Linked DNA regions of Sus scrofa: all the other regions are linked to region 2. A link is a contact called in public HiChIP or PLAC-seq data. All regions are on one chromosome and are shown on one strand. The core of a region is the stretch at or near the end of the contact, and the rest is flanking DNA. Distances in the headings are between cores, read along the strand shown. Region 1 overlaps CTIF (CBP80/20-dependent translation initiation factor). Region 2 overlaps DYM (dymeclin). Region 3 overlaps CTIF (CBP80/20-dependent translation initiation factor). Region 4 overlaps SMAD7 (SMAD family member 7).

What was found. HiChIP or PLAC-seq counts read pairs in DNA pulled down with a chosen protein or histone mark.
Region 1: an H3K27ac HiChIP or PLAC-seq map of alveolar macrophages shows a contact between it and region 2. The contact joins two enhancer-like sites. A contact is called at or near these places in 3 of 47 Hi-C or Micro-C datasets (embryonic fibroblasts, epiblast stem cells and fetal liver) and 1 of 2 datasets of contacts at active chromatin or transcription factors (alveolar macrophages).
Region 3: a contact with region 2 is called in an H3K27ac HiChIP or PLAC-seq map of alveolar macrophages. The contact joins two enhancer-like sites. A contact is called at or near these places in 1 of 47 Hi-C or Micro-C datasets (embryonic fibroblasts) and 1 of 2 datasets of contacts at active chromatin or transcription factors (alveolar macrophages).
Region 4: an H3K27ac HiChIP or PLAC-seq map of alveolar macrophages shows a contact between it and region 2. The contact joins two enhancer-like sites. A contact is called at or near these places in 1 of 47 Hi-C or Micro-C datasets (embryonic fibroblasts) and 1 of 2 datasets of contacts at active chromatin or transcription factors (alveolar macrophages).

The regions. Positions count from the first base shown.
Region 1 is chr1:98,409,944-98,412,898 of Sscrofa11.1, reverse strand. The region is part of intron 10 of CTIF (CBP80/20-dependent translation initiation factor); the gene reads right to left. Among named protein-coding and RNA genes, the nearest start is that of SMAD7, 130 kb to the left of the region's middle. Within about 2 kb of position 1,293, at least 1 of the 83 cell types and tissues checked has an H3K27ac peak or open chromatin away from gene starts, as enhancers often do. A contact at or near this core is called in alveolar macrophages, where this site is marked.
Region 2 is chr1:98,849,001-98,851,861 of Sscrofa11.1, reverse strand. All of the region lies in intron 13 of DYM (dymeclin), which reads left to right. Among named protein-coding and RNA genes, the nearest start is that of DYM, 170 kb to the left of the region's middle. Within about 2 kb of position 1,296, at least 2 of the 83 cell types and tissues checked have an H3K27ac peak or open chromatin away from gene starts, as enhancers often do. A contact at or near this core is called in alveolar macrophages, where this site is marked.
Region 3 is chr1:98,392,825-98,395,735 of Sscrofa11.1, reverse strand. The region is part of intron 9 of CTIF (CBP80/20-dependent translation initiation factor); the gene reads right to left. Among named protein-coding and RNA genes, the nearest start is that of SMAD7, 150 kb to the left of the region's middle. Within about 2 kb of position 1,380, at least 9 of the 83 cell types and tissues checked have an H3K27ac peak or open chromatin away from gene starts, as enhancers often do. A contact at or near this core is called in alveolar macrophages, where this site is marked.
Region 4 is chr1:98,514,503-98,517,317 of Sscrofa11.1, reverse strand. SMAD7 (SMAD family member 7) reads left to right here. Exons shown (of 4, transcript NM_001244175.1): 4 at 2,498-2,815. Among named protein-coding and RNA genes, the nearest start is that of SMAD7, 26 kb to the left of the region's middle. Within about 2 kb of position 1,322, at least 37 of the 83 cell types and tissues checked have an H3K27ac peak or open chromatin away from gene starts, as enhancers often do. A contact at or near this core is called in alveolar macrophages, where this site is marked.

The sequences.
Region 1 (2,955 bases), core at 44-2,543, 440 kb after region 2:
ATACCACAGGGTGATGTCAAAAGGATGGGATGCACTGCCTCCCTCGGAGGTGTACTTGGCTGGGGGTGGGGACAGGGGCACCTCCAGAGGAGGTGACCTGAGCTGGGCCTGGGAGGAGGTGTTTCAGGGCCAGGAAGACAGAGACTCCAAGGATGGGGTCCAAGATTTCAAGCCTGAGTGACCGAGAGAACATTAATTCAACTAGGTCAGAGTGTGGAAGGAAATGCCCGGGGAAGTCATTCTGGGGCAGGGTGGATCTCAGAGCTGGGTGTCCTCCAGCCTGAAGGGGCTCAGGGTCTAAGCACATGCTCAGTCTGAGTGAGCCCTGGGTGCAGTGAAAGTGACCTCCATGAGCAAGAAGTCCCCAAGACTGAGGATTTTATATCTTCCCCTGGACTTGTTCCAAAGATGGTACCAAGATGGATGGTGGGTCTCTGTTTGACTCTGGGGCATCAAGGGAGGAGGAGCAGGGGATGCCATGGGGGGTGGTACCAAAGCAGAGGATGGAGTGGACGTCTTATGATGGTGAGAAAAGGCAACTGGGATGTCCCCGCCTGGCTGCAGGGGAGCAACTGGGGTGTCCTGGGGCTGAGGCTGGGCCACATTAGGATGGGGACTGAACAGGAAGGTTTGGGGCACCACAGGCACATCCTGGGGGAGGGCTCCAGGCTTGACTTGGGATGTGCCTAGTGGGCAGCTGGAGATGCCAGCCTGGGGGTGGTTCAGAGAGTTGGGAGGACCCCAGGGCAAGGCGGGCCCTGGACATTTGGGGTCAGCCATCTGCGTGGCCCCCTGGGGAAGAGCCTAAACTTGCCCCTCATGGAGAAAGGCAGCAGCAGTGACTATGGCTTGTAGAAACTTCCTAGAGCTGGCTCAACCTGCTTTGGGGACAGGGGTCAGGCCTGCTTATGAGTGTATGAGGTAATAAGGTACAGGAGGCAGAGATGGACTCTAAGAATTCAGGGGTCTCCCCAGGCGGCCTCAAGCAGATAGCTTGGCCCACGGGATGGTGGTTTCCTCTTTTGCGAAATGATGAAAGCCACTGATGATTTAGTTACTCTTCTGGTTTACTGTCAGCCTGGTGTGGGGGGGGGGTGTCTGTGTGACCCTGTCCCAAGAGTTTACTGCAGCGAACAAGTCAGAGGAGGCTCCTTATTTCTGGCCTGTGCAGACCTCTTGGCACCTTCCGGATTTCACACCAGAAGGTTCGCACTACCTCAGGTGGCGTCAGAAGTGTCCTGACAGCCAGGGCCAGTGCTCAGCTGGGGCCCTGCTTCCTGCTTGGGGGAGCAGGTGACAACAACACCAAGAGGTGCCCAGATCACACAGAGGAAACATGTTGGGGTGATCCAGGTCACTGCCCTAGAACAGTGCTGCTCCCTGCCTGGAGGTGGGCTGTCGGGGGCGCAGGGCAACTCACCCAAGGATGGGAGGACCCCCGAAGGCCATCCGGGCCAGCCCCCTGCCTCCAAGAGGGCTGCCTTCAAAGCATCCCAAAGGGATGCAAAAAGCATAGCCATGGCCTCTCTGTGCAGCAGTTGCACTGAGGCCAGTTTGAGTGAAATCAATTTGGAAGAGGCCATTGTCTGCAGCTGAGAAACAAGTCTGAAATCAAGTACAGTTGTCAAGAAACTTTGGCGATGTGGCGTAGCAGAGGCTTAGGGGGTCACGAAACACCCAGCAGAGGTCTGTGTGCTCTGCTTTTATGTGCACCCACGCGGTCTGGAGACAACGAGCTATTTTCTGATAAATGCTTCAAAAACATTTACAAACACCCCCTCCCTTCTCTTGAATTGCTCTCTTTTCTTCCTTTCAGAAGCACAAAAAATGGCTCTTGATGGCATACCTCCCCTTTAGCTGACAATTCCCTCTCCCTGGGGTCTTTCACGGAAACACTTCTCCAAAAGCTTGTCTGCATGGGGTTCCTCACCTTCACTGACTCCCCAGCGCTGCCGAGGTAGCTTTTGCGCTCACTCCACTGACACCATGGGGTCCCTGACCTCCTTGTTGCCAAACCCCGGCCACTTCTCCGTCCCGGTCCCCTTGATTCCCCTGAGGTCGCTCCTCCTGACATCTTGGGACCAGCTGCTGAAAGTGGGAGGGGACAGCACCTGGGAGGGGTGGTCTGGCCCCGCCCCTGAGGGAGGAGCGCTGTGACCATTGGCGCCCTCCTGGCTTCTTTCCAGCCTTCTCTCCTCCACTCCCCCAGCGCACCCTATCTGGTCCCCAACACCAGGTACACGCTGACCCAACGCTCAAGCCTGTGTCGCTAGGGCCAACCTCTTCTGGATCATCAGACACATCAGACAATTCCATTGGAGCAGCAGAGGGACAGCTCCCTGGGGATGGAAAACAGGCCACCCAAACTCCTGGTTGCCATTCCCACTCTATCTGCTTCCAGCTTCCTCATCCCAGGAAACGGTGCCAGCAGGCTGGTAAAGGAGGATCCCGAACGCTCCCTCCCTTCTCTGTATCTCTGGTCAGAAGTCCTGCTGGTTCTAACACAAAGATACAACTGGAAGGCACATGGCCTTCCCCCTCCTCTTTCATGACTGTTTTGAGCCACCAGCCTCTCACTTGGACCCAACAGCTTCCACGTTTGCCCCTTCAAGTCTACCCCCTCTCATAGGGTTATTATGGGCAGGGCAAGCACTCCCCTTGACTTCTTGCTCCTTAAAAGTTTTCTGATTATCCTTATTTATTTCTTTTTCAGAGGAAATTTAGAAAGAACCATTTTTTAAAAAAATAAATAATTCAATGGTAAACCACTACAGTCCAAAGATCTGTTCCTTCAAGTAATTTTTCCCCCCTCCTTTCTGCAGGCAGTGTTCTAGATTATGAATGACCACAGTCATTTATAGTAATATTTTCCTTTCAGGGGACTATTTATTTTTTAGTTTTCTTTTCCCTCCCTCCTTTCCTTCCTTCCTCCATTCCTCCCTCCCCCCACTTTTT
Region 2 (2,861 bases), core at 47-2,546:
TATGCAGTCTTTCACGGCTCTATTTTGTTATAACATTTTGGAAATAATTTTAATTTAAAAATAAATCTAGAGAACACCTCTACAAAAAGTTTCTTGCTTTCTGTTAATATCCCTCCATTCTGATTCCTTGCCTGAAGGATCATCAAATTGCCTGTATTTCACAAGTATTTCCCTCAATGAAAACCTCATTGAATATAGATGGGTTTTAATGATAATGTTTTATTTTGGATTGGTAGGAGGTCTAAGCGATGGTTTTTGCAGTATAAGCATTTCTTTTAAACTTATGTGATTTATTTTTTAAAAGACAGAATTAACTTGTTCTTGCCCAGTGCCTGGGCAATAAAGAAACTCCAGTTTTTCCACTGCTTTGGTCTTTGTTGATCCTTGTTTGCTCTTGGCATAGCAGTAGCCAGGAAAGGAAAAAGGAATATTTTGCCTTAAAAATCTTGCTTTCTGTACTTCCTACAGCTAGTGGCGCTTTGAACATAACTACATTTTTTTTCAGGAAAGCCTGACATAGTTTTCTTTTTCAGTTTAGTCCTTTCTTTGGACACTATGTTGAGAAAACATTTAGACAGCTCCCAGTTGAAAATTTGTAAGTTTCCAATAGAAAATTTATATTTAGAGATTGCTGTTATTATACAGTAAAGGGTTTTGTTAGACTTGATGGGACATGTGAAAACTTTGTAGTTTAATTTCCATTTAGACTGTTGACACATTCGATATGTCAATTTTTAATTGACATTTATCTGAATTTTGATTTCTTATAAGTAAAGACCTTTCTGGACAGAATTGCCATGTGGGAAATTAAACATTAAAATAATTTACTATTGTGAATGAGCGGAGATTTTTACCCTGCTTTCAAGCTGACAAATTAGCCTGTCACAAATTTGTGGACCCTGGTCCAGACTCAAGATTCCTAGGCCAGGAGTTACCATCATGGCGCAGTGGAAAAGAATCCGACTAGGAACCGTGAGGTCGTGGGTTCGATCCCTGGCCTCGCCTAGTGGGTTAAAGATCCAGTGTTCCCATGAGCTGTTGTGTAGGTTGCAGACGTGGCTCGGATCTGGCATTGCTGTGGCTGTGGTGTAGGTTGGCAGCTGTAGCTCCGATTTGACCTCTAGCCTGGGAACCTTCATATGCCATGGGTGCGGCCCTAAAAAAAGCAAAAAAAAAAAAAAAAAAAAAAAAAAAAAAGAAGAAGAAGATTTCCGTGTCAGAGACAAATGACAGTTTATTGCTCACCATGGTGTGTGCCAGGGTTTCATCATTTTCTTGCGTGGCTCCCCATGCCCAGAGAAGCGTGACAAGGGTCAGGTAGTATCTGCGCATGCAATGGGTTACATTACAGGAGAGAACCCTCAGCTTAGGAAATCCCATCTTTCATAGCAGGCTTCAAGCAACCCTGCCCAGACTTTGTTTTGGACAGAGACATCTTTAATATATTTGACAGCAGCAACCTGCTGTTGGTTCTAAAGGGAGTCACTCTTTCTCCTTTCCATGTCTATTCACTCTCCAGAAATCCATGAAAAACTAGTCCAGAGGACAAGGCTGCTAAAACCTCTGCTTTCAAGATGTGCAGAAACACTAAAGACCTATGGGGAACTCTCTCCCCATGGTATTACTAGCTATTTATGCATTTCTGTTGCCAATTGGAAAAACCTGTCACCAAGTCATTTAGTTAATTGATACTGTTTTAGGTTTTCTATCTCACTTGCTAATGTGCTGGATTTATGTATCTTAGAAGAGGTAGTAAAGGGCCAAGTGGCCTCACTAGCCTCTGCTTTGTCCATGTGTCCTAATGAATCTTCTACTCAGGTGTCAATGTCAGTAATACCACCCTTACAGCCTTGTTTTTGAGTGGCTTTGACATAACCCAAGTATTTTTGCATTCAACACAAATCATAAAATTTTAGATTTGGAAGGATCTTTAAAGAACATCCAAGACAAGTTTGCACACTTCACTTGTGGAAATATTGACACCTAGATTTATCATGTGACTAAGTCTAAGTGAAAACTATTGCAGAAGCAGATGTAGAAATCAAGCCTCCCAGCTCCTTGCCTAGTGTTCTTCTCAGAACGAAAGAGAAAAACCGTGTGTGTTCATGCACATGTATTCTCTCTCTCTTACATAGTTGTGATCCCTAATACATTTAAAATGCTAAGGCCAGGTAAGAGAAATAAAATCACTTAATAAAGCATTTTCCTGCTTGATGAATTGCACATGCTTGATGGACTTTGTAAAAAGCAGCTTTGTCCAAGACAAAGAAATAAGAGTTGTGCTAACAGGAGAAATGAGAGTAAACAGAAGGTAAAGAGATTTAAAATGACTCATGTGCCCAATATAAATACAGACGGGCCCACAAGGGATGAGAGAATGCTGCTTTAGGAGAGATAGAAGGATAGTTGGGAAAAGGTACCTGCTACAAAGGAGGGTAAATGCTGTCACAAATACTGATGAATATCTTGAGCATTTAACATTTGTTTATTCTTTAAATGGGCCTCAGTTTCCTCATTTACAAAATGGCAATATCCTGCTAGGACTGCTTTGAGGAATAAATGGGTTTTTATACGCAAAGCGCTTAGAATAGAGCCTTTTCAGTAGCAATCACCTAGAAATTAGCAGAGGAAAAAAAAAAATCTTCCTTATTAGAGGACAGACAGCACAATGTCTTGCTTGTGATGGCCCAGTATGTATTTGAACAAATGATGAAATTCTGATGCTCTAATGAGATTAAAAGAAAAATGGTTAAATCTGCAGTTCTAAGGAGGAAACAACATGCCATATAGACCACCATTTTATTTTTTGCTTATTTATTTTGTCTTTTTGCCTTTTCTTGAGCTGCTTCCGCGGCATGTGG
Region 3 (2,911 bases), core at 131-2,630, 460 kb after region 2:
CCCAGAGTCTCCCATTCCCCATGTGGGCAAGGATAACAGGGCTAGACATAACAAGGATGGAAAGTGACTGGCTGAGGAGAAGCTCCTTCTCGCTTCCTTGGCCTTCCCCACTTGGGGCCCAAGGACCTCCATGGCAGGTGTGACCTGTCTGCCTTTTCACCCCTTGGCCACCTTGTAAAGGGAAGTTTCTTAGGGAAAAGGTGGATGCTAAGATGGGAGGCGCATCCTGCCCTTATTTGGGTTTCCATGTATATTAAGATGGATGGAAGAAAGGAAAGATTCTTTATCCACAGGGGATCCAACATGACCCAAGAGAGAAGAGAGAACCTGGAGATCAGAAAGGGGTGGGTTATCCTTACTAAGAAATGATCTAGTGGGAAGACCAGAAGACCTGCTGTTTGGGGGCTATGTGACTTTGGGAAAGTCATTCACCTCCTTTGGCCTCAGTTTGGTATCCCACAAAATGAAGCGGAGTATACTTGTCCCATCAGGCCCATGCATAGTGGTGAAGACAATAAGGCGATGGCTAGAAAATCACATGGTGTGACATAGAGCACAGACTTGTGGTTGCCAAGGGAGATGGGGGAGAGAGGGGGAGGGGCTGGGAGCTTGGTATTAGTAGATGCAAACTATTGCACTTAGAATGGATAAGCAATGAGGTCCTACTGCACAGCACAGGGAACCTTATCCAATCTCTTGGGATAGAACACGAGGGAAGATACTATAGGAAAGGGAATCTATCTATCTGTCTGAGTGGGTCACTTTTTTGTACAGCAGAACTTGACACGACATTGTAAATCAACTATAATTTTTAAGAATCATTAAAAAATTAAAATGAAATCAGCTGGCGAGCTGAGCATGGTTTACAATACAGTATGGCGGGTCTTGATGAATGGAGACCATCCCTTGCTCATTAGCCCCTTAAAGTTCAGCTCGATCTTGACCTGGCACAATGTAAATGGCTCAACAGACTCTTCCTGAACTGATTCTTGTGATCAAAGGCTGCCGACTGGCACCGGTCACTTTCCCTGCCTGTGGTCTTGCTGACCAGGCACCTCCTGTTGAGCAAGATACTGGGTGGTGGAGGAGAAGCCATCTGCTAGAGCAGACTTGCCTAATCTCGGCACTCTGGAGATTTGGGGCCAAATTATTTGGGCGGGGGTCGGGGGGGCACTATCCTGTGCATGGTAGGTCCCTATCCACTCAATGCCAGTCAGAGCCCCCACCACCCTCACCCCTAGTTGTAGAAGCCAAAAATATCTCCAGGCATTTCCGAATGTCTGCCAAGGGCAAAATCACCCCCAGCTGACGGCCACTGCCTGGAGCGAGACTGTGCACACTCCCGCCCCCACCAGGGCATCTTCTTAGGACCCAGCAAGATGATGTGGAAGTTCTCGAGTAACACTGGGAAGCAACGCAGTGCAGGGCTCTGTCTACTGTAAGGCCTAGGAGGGCGCACCCCTGCAACTGTCTAGAAACTTCCCAGGGGCTGTATACAACGCACACCTGCACGCCGAGCAGGCTGCAGATGGAGCTGGTGCTAACTCAGCACTCAACCATAGCGGCGCATATAACTTGCCCCGGCATCTAGTCCGCAGACTCTGGTCATTTCCCCTCTTGATACAGAACAATGGTTTAAAATAAAAAAGCAGAAGCCCTTATGTGTGATGATTCAAAACCCCAAGAGGGTAAAAATAAAGCTGGGCTCTGACACTGACAGCTTGGGTTGTGATGTTAGCCCTGCGAGCAAATGATCTTTCATCAGTTGGACTGTATTTTTAAATGTGAACAGTTTATCACGCTTAACACTGCTTATTTGGGGGTGCCTTGGACAACAGATAATTCAACTGCATTTACCAGATGACACTGACAAATACTTCCCACGCCCGTGTCCCCAGATAAAAATAACGCCAGCTTGCTCACAGGTTTGCGGAAAAAAAGGGCAGGAAGCTGGAGGTACCAATCGTGTCTGGCACATCCTCCCCACCCCCGCACTGGCCCCTGGTGGTGCTGGCTCTGCTGCTGGAGGAGGAAGTGTTACCCAGGTGACACATGATGTTCTAACTGTGTGAGACAATGGGGAGGCCTGGAGTGGTATCCCTTCAGGAGCCCCAGGCTCTGCCCATCACAGAAGGCTCTGCTTCCTTAGCAAGCATCCAAGGAGAATGAAGAGAGCACTGTGAGAGCTTGGACAGTCACCCAGCCTTGCTGAGCCCAATCTAGAGAATGGGTTCATACAACATTTCCTACCACCTGTTATGGATATGGCGAGATCCAAATGCCTGACTCCTGTAGCACGGGGTAGATGAAGGCTGCAGGCCTAGAAGCACAGGCCTCTGTGGAGTGACCCCAAAGGCACAACTTTCTTTGCCTTAGAGCATTTCCCTTGTAACCAGCAGGCACAGCGCCTGAAGGCACCCCAAAGTACAGCACCTATCTTTTCTTTTTAGGGCCTCACCTGTGGCATATGGAAGTTCCCAGACTAGGGGTTGAATCGGAGCTGCAGCTGCAGGCTACACCACAGCCGCAGCGAGGCCAGATCTGAGCCACATCTGCAACCTACACTGAAGCTTGTGGCAACACTAGATCCTTAACCCACTAGGCCAGGGATCGAACCCCCATCCTCATGGATACCAGTAGGGTTCTTAACCCATTGAGCCATGATGGGAACTCCACCACATCTTTAGGATAAGGCTCCATTTCTCCAGCAATTCCCCCAGTCAAACCACAGGGGAAACATCAAATACCAATTACATTGGCATGGTTCAACTGATCAGAAACTTGCTCTTCTATGAGAAAGACAAGACTTAAGAAAGGTGGGGTCTGGGAGTTCCCGTCGTGGCGCAGTGGTTAACGAATCTGACTAGGAACCATGAGGTTGCGGGTTCGATCCCTGCCCTTGCTCAGTGGG
Region 4 (2,815 bases), core at 73-2,572, 330 kb after region 2:
GAGAAACCCGCCAGAAGGCCCCCCCCCTTCCCCTCCCCTCCGCTGGGCGACCTCAATCCTCTGCCCCCGCCCAGCTTCCTCAGCCCACAGAGGCCCCCCATCCCTTGTCTGTGGGCCTGGCACCGGGGCAATTTGATCCCTAGGACCCTGTCCTCCTCCTCCCCCTCCCCCTGCCTCACCTCCCTGCTCCAGCGGGTGCCAGGTTTCAGGGGAGCTCCATGAAACAAAGTATTGTGAGGCTCCCCCAAGGGTCTCCCGAACCTTCCTCCCAGCAACTCTCGAGTCTTCCTTTCCAGGCCAATTTGTTGTCCCGAGTTGGGAGCATAAGCGATAGCTTATATTTCCAAACACCCTCCCCGCTCAGACAGGCAGGCAGGTAAGGGCTTTCTCCTCCCTCAGCAAACTTGGCTGCCAGGACATTTTTATTTACATGGATGTTATGGGTCTTTGGTGTAGCCTTCAGAGCTGAACTCCCTCGGCAAGAGGGTTCAAAGATTGCCAGCGCTCGCGAGTTTATTAGCAGTTGATGGATACTTTGCAGAAACAAGTTAATGCCTGACGAGTCACCTTCAGCTTGGAGCCCTGGTCCCTCTCGTTTTTCCATATGTTCCCGGGTGTGTGCTTGCAAACACACACACACACAGAGCACACACTCGAAGTGCGTTCACACTATGCTCATGGACACAGCCTCTCCCACACTTGAGCTTTAGAGATGCATGGGGGACGCAGGTGACCAAGTTTCTGGTGTTGATATTTCATGGGGTTGGGGTTGAGGGGAGGAAGGACCCCTCAGCTTTCCCCATTTTTGTAGCTGTCCCAGCCGGTGGGGTGTCTAGGGGATTGCCACTCAGGGTGGGTGTTGGTGGCTGCCTCGATGGGTAGTACATTTGTACAGACTTATTCATACATAGGATGCCTCCATGCAAGACTGGCTGCTGCTTTAAAAAAAAAAAAAAAAAAAAAAAAGTTAATGGAGCTGCCTGGTTTGGCTCCCAGGCCCGAACATGCCTAGAAACGTTGGAAGGAGTTGGCATGCTGAGCTGCCCTGGCTCCCCGGCCTGCGGGGATGGCGGGATGCGGGGCCTGAGCCCTCCTCCAACCCCCAGCCGCTGTGCCATATAACCCATCATCGCTTCCAAAAATCAAAAAGGCCTAACAGAGCAAAAGACACCTCCCGCCAACCCCTGCCTTCAACCCCAAGCCCCCCAGTAACAGAGAAGCAGGAGCTTACAGGGAGGGCGGGAGGAGGGCTCTGCCGCCGGCCCTGCTCTCCCCTGCCTTTCCCCATTTTTGTTAACAAATACAAGACTTCCGGTCTCCGCCCTGCCACCACAAACCGCAGCGTTCCTGCAGCCCGGCTGGGCTCGGGAGATTTATGGCTCCCAGTCTGAGGCCTACCCCGCCGGCTCCAGCTTGAGGAAGAGTCGGAATGCCAGCCGCCGGGGCCCCCTGGCTTCCATATATCCTCCCTTTTAAAAGACCTCCAAGCGCCTGTTCAGGAAAAATCACCTTAGCAGACTCACCCCAGCCTCCCCTGCTGGCTGCCGTGGGAAGAAAGCACGTCTAGGAAAGCCGGGGTGGGGCCTCCAGGGGCGGACAGAAGAAGGAGGGGGAGGACACCCAGTCTAGATGCTTCTGGGGAGGGAGGGGGAGGAGGAGGAGGAGGGTTCCCCCCCGCCAAAGGCATGGTTGTACCCACTTGAGACACACAATCTTCCATCTGGGCCGGAGGTAGTCGGGGCTGACACCAAGTTGCATGTTGTGACTTGGCGTGTTGACAGGAGCTCACCCTTTGTGTACAGAGCTGCCGGGGACAGACACACTGAGTTGTTTTTCTATTAGGAAGATAGGTATTTTTATCCCAAGCCACCTCCATTAAAGTTTCCCCCAGACAGTGCTCCCTGATGACCAAGGCATTGATCTGAGGACTGGGTGACAAGCACAGAGACTGTTTAGCAGGTGGTCCTGGGGTCAAGGTCTGGCTGTGTCATCCCTGGGGCCTGAGCAACAGACTTCCTGAGGCCAGGTTTTCTCATGAGGATGACAAGGGGCTGGAGCAGCTGGCCTGCAAGGTTCCATCCAGTTTAAAGGACTATAATTTTAGACCTGTCTAGAAGGCCTCTCCCAGCCCTAAAAGTAAGCCCTCCAACTAAGTTACTAAGTGGTCCTGGCTTCTGATTCTGCAGGGATGGGGCTTCCACTGGTAGGGTTGGTGTCCTGGGTTCCTGATAGGATGCGGGGGAGCAGAGGGATCAGGGACCCCCATGCTTTAGAGGCCCCGCTCTTCCATCACTGGGTTAAGATCTCCAAGCCCCCCATAGGGGAACTGTACAGCCTGTGGCACATCCAGTGCCCTATCATCTCTTTCTGTCTTGCACTGAGAAACAGTGGGCCTGGCGGCCCAGGAGTGCGGATGTGCACGTCATCTTGGTTTGGGAGGAAGAGGAAAATGCCAGTCCCCATCATCACCCACCATGTCTGCCATTTTGTCTTCTAGATTCCCAACTTCTTCTGGAGCCTGGGGATCGGTCACACTGGTGCGTGGTGGCATACTGGGAGGAGAAGACGAGAGTGGGGAGGCTCTACTGTGTCCAGGAGCCCTCCCTGGATATCTTTTATGATCTACCTCAGGGGAATGGCTTTTGCCTTGGACAGCTCAATTCGGACAACAAGAGTCAGCTGGTGCAGAAAGTGCGGAGCAAGATCGGCTGTGGCATCCAGCTCACGCGGGAAGTGGATGGCGTGTGGGTGTACAACCGCAGCAGTTACCCCATCTTCATCAAGTCAGCCACACTGGACAACCCGGACTCCAGGA